2 separate regions of the Pan troglodytes genome follow, and region 1 is linked to region 2. The links are chromatin contacts, called in public HiChIP or PLAC-seq maps. All regions are on one chromosome and are shown on one strand. Each heading gives the region's core, a stretch centred on a gene start, on an enhancer-like site or on the middle of the called end of the contact. The rest is flanking DNA. Distances are from core to core; before and after follow the strand shown.

Region 1 (5,016 bases), core at 58-2,557, 750 kb after region 2:
GGCTTAAGCTGTCTGTACATTTCCCAGGCAGTTACTGGTAAAGAGGAAGAGTGTGTGCCTGTGTGAACTTATCGGCTCAAAAAACCAGAAGGAAAGGTTTTAGATGAAAAAGAAAGTATGTGGTCCTGATTTCTCCAAGTAGACATCTGGAAAATCACGTTAGTATGAATTTGAAGTCTACCCTTTTTTTTTTACAACAAAGCAGAGACTAATAGCAACTGGGTCCTTGTTAACTTGCTTAGCCACTGAATTAATCAAATTCTCCCTTGCCTCTGAGCTTTCTGTTATGCGAGATAAGCAACTTCTTTATTTTTTAGGAAGACAATTTAACTCAGATTTTATATCACGTGCATCCAAAATAATAATAACTGACTCAAAGATGTTTGGCCTCTACAATTAGGGCAGCCATTCTCAGAAGAGTATGCAAGGGCACCCTATTATCTTGGAAAAGGGAAGCACTGAGACTATTTGCATTTTGAGAACTGAAAATGCAATCTGCTAACCATCGTTAGAGTGAATATCCAGGTATGGAAAGCACAGTGGGTAGGCGTAGGTTGGGGTAGGGACATGTTTGCATGGGGCAAACACAGAGATCAAACCTAAGTGTAGTCCCAGCTGCCTGGAAGAAGGCTAAGAAGGGTCTGAAAGTATTGAGCTCCAAGAGCCCTTGGATCTCCTGATGAGAGACCCTTGGCTGATGCCCTAGATGGGACATCCCTGTTGGCTACTGTGGGACCTGCATCATTTGACTGCAACACAGTCTGTTGCAACATTTGACTGTAACACAGACCTACATCATTTGACTGATTTGAAAAGACAAGTTGTCAACAGCGACACCATGTGGCTATAAGATGCAATGACAATGGTGGACAGTTACAGCCTCAGGTAGGGCCTGACGCTTCGTCGAGATGTGGAAAATGCTGAATGGGAAGATGAACTGTCATCAACAAATATTTATTGGGGTCCTCCAAATGTCAACTGCTACAGTGGTCATTCAGGTCTGGAACATCGAGAACATGCTGACCCGTACCCCAGCAAGAGCTCGTAGTCGCGGCGGGGTAGGGGGCGAGAGAGAGGGCAGTCTCTGGTGGCCAGGTAACCCAGGCTTCACTTTCACCCACGGCCACAAGTATTTCTGACGTCTTCTGGGCAAATAAGCCTCCATGTAAGTGACAGGGCACCCAAGGAGTGCGTTGGAAGCGCCAGCGTGCCCGAGACCAGCACATCGCACCGACGCCTTCGTTCGCGGTAAGCCCCGCCCCCCGTAGTGAGCCAACCGGAGGGCGCGGGGCGGACCCAGCTTCCCGGAGAGGCTGGAGAGAATCGTTTGGGGGCATTCGCAGGCCAAAGAGGGGCTGGCCCTCGACGCGCTCGGGCTCGATTGGCCGCCCTCCCCCGGCGGCGGTGACGGTCGCGGAGGCGGGGCCTGACGTAGCTGATCCCAGCCTAACCTGGCCCGGCTGGCTGCTGGTGGGAGGCCGGCGACTGAGTAAGGTGAGTGGCTCTCGGGGCTCTCAGAGGCGTCGGCGTGAGCCCCTTCCCGGAGTACCCCGGACTTGACCTCACCTGGGCCTAAAAGTGGTCAGACTGACCCTTGTCAGGGAGGAGCCATCTGGGACAGGGTCGCGCCAATTAAAAATCCCTGCGTAAGGGTTTGGGGATCGGACAAAACTGCCTCCAGTCCCAGCTCCCCAGGCTTTGTGTTCTTTGGCTTCTCCTTTAATGTCTCAGCGCCTCCGATTCTTTATTTGTATACTAAAGCTGGTAATTCTTGCCTTACAAGGTGGTTGTGAGGGTTAAATGAGGCAGTAAGAGTAAAGCTTAGAATCACGTCGGGCACAGACTCGATTTAAGCTGTAGGTAATTACTCCATCCCCCAAAATCGACCCGGGCTGAAGCGCTAGTTTTGTGTCAAACAACCGCGAAGGTTGTTTGGGGAGTGAGGACTCGGAGCAGAAGGGGGCGGTTAGGCGAATAGCACAGGTGAGTATCTCTTTCTCCAGTTTATTAACCTCATTCCGGATTCAGGGGACCTCTGACTTTATACAGGGCCTAATAGGAGTTTTTCAAGGTGAAAAATGCCAGAAGGCTAAGTCACCTGTAACAGAGAGACCAATCAGAGTTTCCTTTTTTACTGCCACTTTGTTTTTCAATCAATGATATTAAACAGGCAGGGCGCAGTGGCTTACGCCTGTAATCTCAGCACTTTGGGAGGCCGAGGTGGGCGGATCACCTGAGGTCAGGAGTTCGAGACCACCCTGGCCAACATGATGAAACCACGTCACTACTAAAAATACAAAAATTAGCTGGGCATGGTGGTGTGCGCCTGTAATCCCAGCTACTCGGGCAGCTGAGGCAGCAGAATCGCTTGAACTCGGGAGGCGGAGGTTGCTGTGAGCCGAGATCGCGCCACTGCACTCCAGCCTGGGTGACGGAGCGAGACTCTGTCTCAAAAATATATGTATAATATATTAAACTCTGTGCAGGCATTACCCATATTGGTTTCAAGCCTCTGCATGAGTTTTGTACTTTAAATATTGCCAAGTAGACTGTGGCCTCCCCTGTCCCGCCTTTTGGGGAAGAGGTGGCTGACTTGGAGTTTTCCCTACAGCTTTTGCCTCAAAGCAAGGTTCTGCCCCTTCATGTCTCTCCTGAGACAGAATGATTTGGTTGAGATGACATTCCATTTTAACTCTTTCCTATTTGGGGTAGGTTCAGCTCTTTCTTAGGAACATTAAACAGCAAGTTGCAATATTTTTAGAATAGAGCTTTTGCATTTAATAAGGAATAGAGACTTCGAAAGGGTTACATGTTCATTTATTGCAGTAATTTGAAGTATATACTTTTGAAGATGTTTACAGATTTTGGTGTGATTCAGTTGAGAAGGAACAGTTATTGGCCATGGTTTATTGTCAGCTCCCCTCCCCCACCCCAAATGGTGAAAAAATAATTAAATTTTAAGATATGGAGCATGTTACAAGGGGCTTCAGACCTATAAAGGGCAATTTGGCTGAAAGACTCGGGAAACCTAGAAAGTGCCAGAAGATACAATTATGTTTTTGCTTTTCTATGCTTGGCTTACTATGCCATGTACAAATCAACTCCTACCCTCCGACTCCTACTCCCAACAATCTTATTTTAAGTGTGTTATGACACTAATTAAAGCTGTAGCTTCTGTTTTTGGCCCTAGAAAGCATTTGGTCTCTTCCTGTGACTTTAAAGTTCCAGACCTTTGTCCTGTCACAGCCTGTAGTGGGGAAAAGGCTGCTGCAAACTATTGGCCCGTTTATTTCACAGAATGGTCCTCTGAAAAGGAGGGCTTGGTCACAGGTGCAAATGAGGAGCAGTTTTTTCCTGTGTTTGCTTTTGTGATCAGTGGTAGTTTGTCTGAGGATGCTTCATTTTAGTATCCTTGCAAATGAGAATATCCTACCTGTGGAGCCAGAAGTCAGAATTGATGATAGATGATGATAGATTTGGATACCCAGCTAAATGTCTTAACAAGGTAGGGAGAGGAAAGATAAGAAGGAGAGAGAAGAGAAGGGAAGAGGCATATGATGGTGAGCTGGGAAGGCAATTAGCAGTTATTTCAGTTGTGCCTGCTTTATCTGTGATTACCAGTACCTTGGATGCCTGCTCTGGGAGTAACACAAGACCATTCTTACTAGGAGGTTGAACATTTCAAGATTTTGTTCTTTTTATCTTTTTGAAACCTAGATGAAGATCCAGTTTCAGACATGAGACTCGTTGGGTGATCATTTCATTGAGATCAACCTGAATGACCAGGTGTAAAGTGCAAGAGTAATATGCTATGACTGAGGTATGTCTAATGTAACAGATGACTCCAGATGTTGGGAGGCCATGGAAAAAAATCTAATATTTATTGAGTACTATACTAGGTTCATTACATATATTTCCTTTTGACTTCCTGATAATCCTATCAGGTAGATATTTTACAACTCAGCAAAGAAGCTGAAGCTCAGAGAGGTTAAGTACCTACTTAAGATAACACAGAAAGCTGATCACCAACTCTAATCACAGTCTCCATCCTGCTGTGTGCCAGGCAATGCTTTATGTTCTTTCTATATTAACTCTTCTAATCTTTAACTCGTGAGCTGAGTACTTTTATTATCCTTATTTTATGATGAGGAAATTGAAGCACACAGAGATTAGTACTGTACTCTCCTGGCTGTGTGGCAGAATCCATGATTTGAACCCAGGCAGTCTGGCTACAGAGCTCTGCAGGTTGAGTATCCCTTATCTGCAATGCTTGGAACTATGTTTTGGACTTTTAGATTAAAAAAAAATTGGAATATTTGTATATACATGAGGTATCTTGTTTAGAGTTGGGTAACTCTAAACACAAAATTAATTTATTGTTTCATATACAGCTTATACACACAGCCTGAAGCTAATTTTATACATTTTTAATAGTTTTATGCATGAAATGAAGTTTTGACTGTGACCTGTCGCATAAGGTCAGGTGTGGAATTTTCTACTTGTGGTGTCAAGTTGGTGCTCAAAAAGTTTTGGATTTTGGAGCATTTTGGATTTCAAATATTCGTATTAGGAACGTTCAACCTGTACAAGCTTTCTTTTGCTTAGGTTAGCATTTCCTTTACTTTTCTATTTTTGTTATTTAACAAAATCTTTTTAGCGTAAAATGAAATTTTTGTTATAAATCACATACCAAATGTATAGCTTAATAAATTATTACAGGACCATACCATTCAGGTATGCCAGATCCCCTCCATTACCCTATCCCAGTCAAAACTCCTGTGTTCCCATTTAGTCACCATTCTTCTGGGTTTTATAGTTTTGTAGTAATCACTTCCCTGTTTTTTTTTTATTATTTATTTATGAGATGGAGTCTCATTCTGTTGTCCAGGCTGGAGTGCAGTGGCGCGATCTCAGCTGTCTGCAACCTCTGTCTCCTGGGTTCAAGTGATTCTCCTGCCTCAGCCTCCTAAGTAGCTGGGATTATAGGCACACACCACCAGGATCGGCTATTTTTTT
Region 2 (4,789 bases), core at 143-2,642:
CTCCATTTCCCACTGCCACTACTCTAGTCAAGGCTATCCTCATCTCTTGCATCAGCCTCCCTTTCTCCATTCTGGCCCCACTACAGATCATTCTCCACCGAGCAACCAGAGTAATCTCTTTAAAATGTAATCAAGATTACTCCCAAGCTTAAAATTCACGAATGGCTTCCAACCTCATTTAGAAAAAAAGTTAAGGTGGTCTGCTTACTTACACTATGTCTGTCACTAAGTGATGTGCTCTATGAAGACCAGACCTTGTCTTATATTCATCTCTGGCACCCAGGGTTCCTCAGGGTATCCAGCACACAGCAAGTGCTCAGCACTACTCTCTCCTCAGTCTCACCCATTCACTCACCTTTAGTTACCATTTTTACTCCGATGTTCCTCACTTTATATTTAACTGCATACTGAACAGTTGACTCTTGCAGTCACCTCAAATTTAATGTGTCCCAAATAGGTTTAATTCCGCCTCCTTTCCCATCTCCTGATCTCATCTACTCCTGCACTACCCCCGCCCCCAAAATAACGGTTCCAACAATTAATTAATCTTCTTCATCTTGGTGTAAATGGGTCAACCCTCTATTCCAGTCAGAAACTTAAGAAACAATCTTAATTTGTCCCTTTAAACTCATACCCAAAGCCTTAATCAAGCCTTATCAATCCTATCTCCAAAATGGGTTCCCAAATATCTGTGCTCAGTCTCATTTCTGGACATCTGCTACTGTCCCTATGCTTGAGAAGCTTCTTGCTTTCTCCTTAGCATGGCTAACCAGATCTCAGCTTTAGTCATATTTGCCAGGAACCCTTCCCTGACCTTCCAATCCAGTTTGAGTGCCTCTCCCGTGTGCGTCCCCTATAACAACCCAGGTCACACTGCACTGCCAATTCCCCATGGACATGAGTTCCCACAGGGAAATTTCTGTGTCAGTCTTAGTTTGCTATATCCTACAGAGCTTAGCACAGTGCTCTGCAAGGAGCGGAACTCAGGCACTGTAGCTGAGTGAGTGAACGAATGAACAGATATGCAGGTGATGACAAACTCTACAGGTACAGAAGGAAGACAGCTGAATCTGAGGAAGCGCTAGGATACGTGTCGCGGGGGCTATCGCGTGGTTTTCGCCTGCCAGAAACAGGATCTACGTCTCCCAGAAGAACGCCCCAGCGAAAGTCCGGAAGGTCACTTACCGGCCTCGGAGCTGAACCGGCGGCGTGGCAGCCCCATCTCGAAAGAGCAAGGTAGCGGTTGGAGCAGGCCACTGTGCCAGGGCTGGATTCGAGCCCGGAAACGGACCCGTTCCACGCCCGGAGAACTCCTCAAGAGGCTCCACAGCAATACAGTTGTTCTGAGGGGCGCCATGATTCAGAGGCCACTTGCGCCGGAAGTGGTTGGGAGGGATTTCCGAGTCACGCCCAGTTCTTGCAGCACTCTGGGAAATGTAGTCTAGTTAAAGACGGAAAGGGCCGGAAGTCTTCCGGGCCCTCATAGATTGTTTCTTCTAAACTACTTATTCACAAGTAGACGGTGTTTATGTCCTTCCCTATGCATAAAGTTAAAACTTACACCTTTTTCCCTATATGCTCTTTTTCCTACCCGTTTCCATCGTTCTAAATAACAAATTTCCGGCCAGGCGCCTGTAATCCCAGCAGTTTGGGAGGCCAAGGCGGGCGGATCACCTGGGGTCAGGAGTTCGAGATCAGCCTGGCCAACATGGTGAAACCCCCGTCTCTACTAAAAATATAAAAATTAGCCAAGCATGGTGGCGGGCGCCTGTACCAGGAGAATCGCTTGAACCCAGGAGGCAAAGGTTGCATTGAGCCAAGATCGTGCCATTGCACTCCAGCCTGAGCAACAAAGCAAGACTCCATCTCAAATAAACAAACAAACAAACACTCTAGCCTGGGTGACAGAGTGAGACTCTGTCTCAAATAAATACATAATTTATGTATTCCACTTCCTGCCCAAACCTTCTCCCCCATCCTCAGGTTTAAATCCAACTACTTCTTAAATTTCTCCATCCATACTGCTCACATGCACCCTAAATCTAACTCCTGACTCCAAGCCCTGATTACCACCACCACCACTGCCACTGCCAATTCATACACCTGATTCTCTGTCTCAACACTTATTCCTTTCCTTTATAGCCCATTTTATAATCTGTTATTTTGCTCTTTATCTGCTTATTTCTGTTTCTCACCCCATGAAGACAGTGACTCTACATATTTTATTGCAATATCACCTAGCCTAGTACATCTACGTGCACAGCAAACTTTTGTTGAATAAATGAATGAATGATTAAATGATTCTTTACATTTTTTCCAACTATCCAGGATGTGCAGGTCTTATCCTTCTCTAGACTATAGATTGGTGCCTGTGCTAAGCACTTATCCCAAGGCCTGGCAAAACAGGCTGTTAGTAAACTCTTGTTTGACTTAGCTGGATGAATAGACTCACCTTCCAGCCTCACCTATTTTCCCCCAACTTAGCATTAATATTAACAGTGCTGTTTATGAACTCATTCCCTATTTGGGAGGGGAAGGGAGAGCACTAGGCTTGGTGCCTATTTAGGCAAGTCTGCTGCCCTGCACTTCCCAATGCTTACACCTACATGATAGCAGGTGTCAGAGACTAGTGGCAGGACGAATGCAGGTGTCTCCCAGCCCATGCCTTTTCTCTGAAAATGAACCCTCTACTTTCTTCCCATAGCTGAGAGAGCAGGCCTCAGTGGCTATGTTTTTCCTGTAAACATCCTCCTGGACACAGCTGATTGGACACTTAGTGCAGGATGAATGAATCCATTGGCTGCTGTATTAGCATTAGTTTCCTGTGGCTGCTATAACAAACTACCACAAATATTATGGTTTAAAATAACAAAAATGTATTCTTTCACAATTCCGCATGAGAAATCTGAAATCAATATTACTGAGCTGAAATCAAGGGAGCTCTGCTCCCCTTAGAGTCTATCTCTGGAGAAGAATCTGCCCCTTGTCTCTTCCAGTTTCTGATGACTGTAAACATTCCTTTGCTTGTGGCTGCATCATTTCAATCTCTGCCTCCATCTTCACATCAGCTTCTCTTCTTCTATTTGTGCCAAATCTTCCTCTGTTTTCTTCTTATAAGGATGTATGTGATTGCATAATCACTGACCCACCCTGATAATCCAACATAATCCCCATTTTAAAATCTTTAACTTAATCACATCTGCAAAGACCATGTTTCCATATAAGGTAACATCCACAAGTTCCATGGATTAGAGTGCAGTTATACTTGGGAGGAAGTATGGGGGCATTCTTCAGCCTACCCCAGATGACCAGGCACCAAGCAGATTTTTTCTCAATAATTCAAACTATGAGACATAGAATAGTCGACGGTGGAAGCTTGAAGTGAATAACTAAGTATTTAGGGTTTGGGCTGAAGCAGCCTTTTTCAGCAATGTGCTCACTGATGAGTGAGCAGGGAAAAGCCACTCTGCAGAGAGAGGCAGGAAAATGGAGCAGATCCTCAGAAGCAGAGATGGGAGAATATGTATGGAGAGAGATGGAGAAAGGTGGTGTCTTGGCCAGAGAGCTTCCCACTTTCCTTTCAGTGACCTCTTTTACTTGGGGTACAGTGAGTTTTACTGATATGGAGTAACGAAGATTCCTGGTTTAAGCTATAACCTCAGGCAGATGCCCACATCTTTCAGAGCCCCAGTACCTCACCTGCAAAATGGGCATAATGACAATACTTATCTTGCAGACTTTGAGAATAAAGTACTTTCAGGATCTGATGTCTGGTGTTTCATAAAGATGTTGTGAGAAGGTTGTGTGGTGGCAAGTCAATTACTTTCTTTTATTCTTTTCCTTTTTTTTTTCTTTTGAGACAGGGTCTTTCTTACTTTGTCACCATGGCTGAAGTGCAGTAGCCTGATCTCAGCTCACTGCAAACTCTGCCTCCTGGGCTCAAGCAATCCTCCCACCTTAGCCTCCCAAGTAGCTAGGACTACAGGTGCACACCACCATGCCCAGCTAATTTTTGTGTTGTCCAGGCTGGTCTTGAACTCCTGGGCTCAAGTGATCTGCCCGCCTCAGCCTACCAAAGTGCTGGAATTGCAGGCATGAGCCATGGCACCCAAGTCAGTTACTTTCTGAGGATAGTATTCAGAAGTACTCTGGTTGCAAGAAACAAATCTTTCCTGAGTAAAACTGAAATGGGAGTAATTGGAAGGATACTGAATATCTCACAGAATTCAAGAAAAAGCTCAACAGCCAAGCCTCAGGAAGGACTTGAAAGATGGCAGCTCCAAGAACCCCAGAGGCAGGAACTCAAGAGATCTCTCCAGGAGGTTGCGGTCCTAATGGCTTGGTTCCAACTCCCTGCCTTCCGTCTAATCTAAGTTCCTGGTGAGAGAGGCTGATTGGCCTGGGTGGGGTTCTGTTCACCACTGGGGGTTGGGGAGGGTTGGCCCTCTGACTGACAGTCCCAAGGCTATCTGGCTGCAGCTACTGTTAGGATTCATTAGGTCATATCTTCACCAGCTCTGTGGAGCAAGCATGGTTTTCTATTATTTGTAAAACAAAAGTATAGTGATGCCTCAGTGGGGAGTGCCTTATCCCACTCTCAGTGATTTAACAGGGTCTGGACTTCTGTTTTTTAAAAAGATATATTTTATCCTAAGTTTTTAGAAGTCAAGATGGGGTTAGGGGATAAAAGTCAGGGAGAGGAATGGAGAGAGGAAGAACAGAGCCTAAGGAAGAAAGGCGACAGTCTGGACAATGCAAGAACCCCTGCGGTCTCCAGCAACCACACGCA

The links. HiChIP or PLAC-seq counts read pairs in DNA pulled down with a chosen protein or histone mark.
Region 1: a contact with region 2 is called in an H3K4me3 HiChIP or PLAC-seq map of stem cell-derived excitatory neurons, with 8 times the contacts expected there. The contact joins the promoter of CEP70 here to the promoter of MRPS22 in region 2. A contact is called at or near these places in 1 of 7 Hi-C or Micro-C datasets (stem cell-derived neural progenitor cells) and 1 of 1 datasets of contacts at active chromatin or transcription factors (stem cell-derived excitatory neurons).

Annotation. Positions count from the first base shown.
Region 1 is chr2:141,804,147-141,809,162 of NHGRI_mPanTro3-v2.0_pri, reverse strand. It overlaps CEP70 (centrosomal protein 70), which reads left to right and starts at 1,307. Exons shown (of 20, transcript XR_010155342.1): 1 at 1,307-1,494; 2 at 3,718-3,820.
Region 2 is chr2:142,553,121-142,557,909 of NHGRI_mPanTro3-v2.0_pri, reverse strand. It overlaps MRPS22 (mitochondrial ribosomal protein S22), which reads right to left and starts at 1,392. Exons shown (of 8, transcript XM_016942051.4): 1 at 1,186-1,392. The coding sequence starts at 1,357.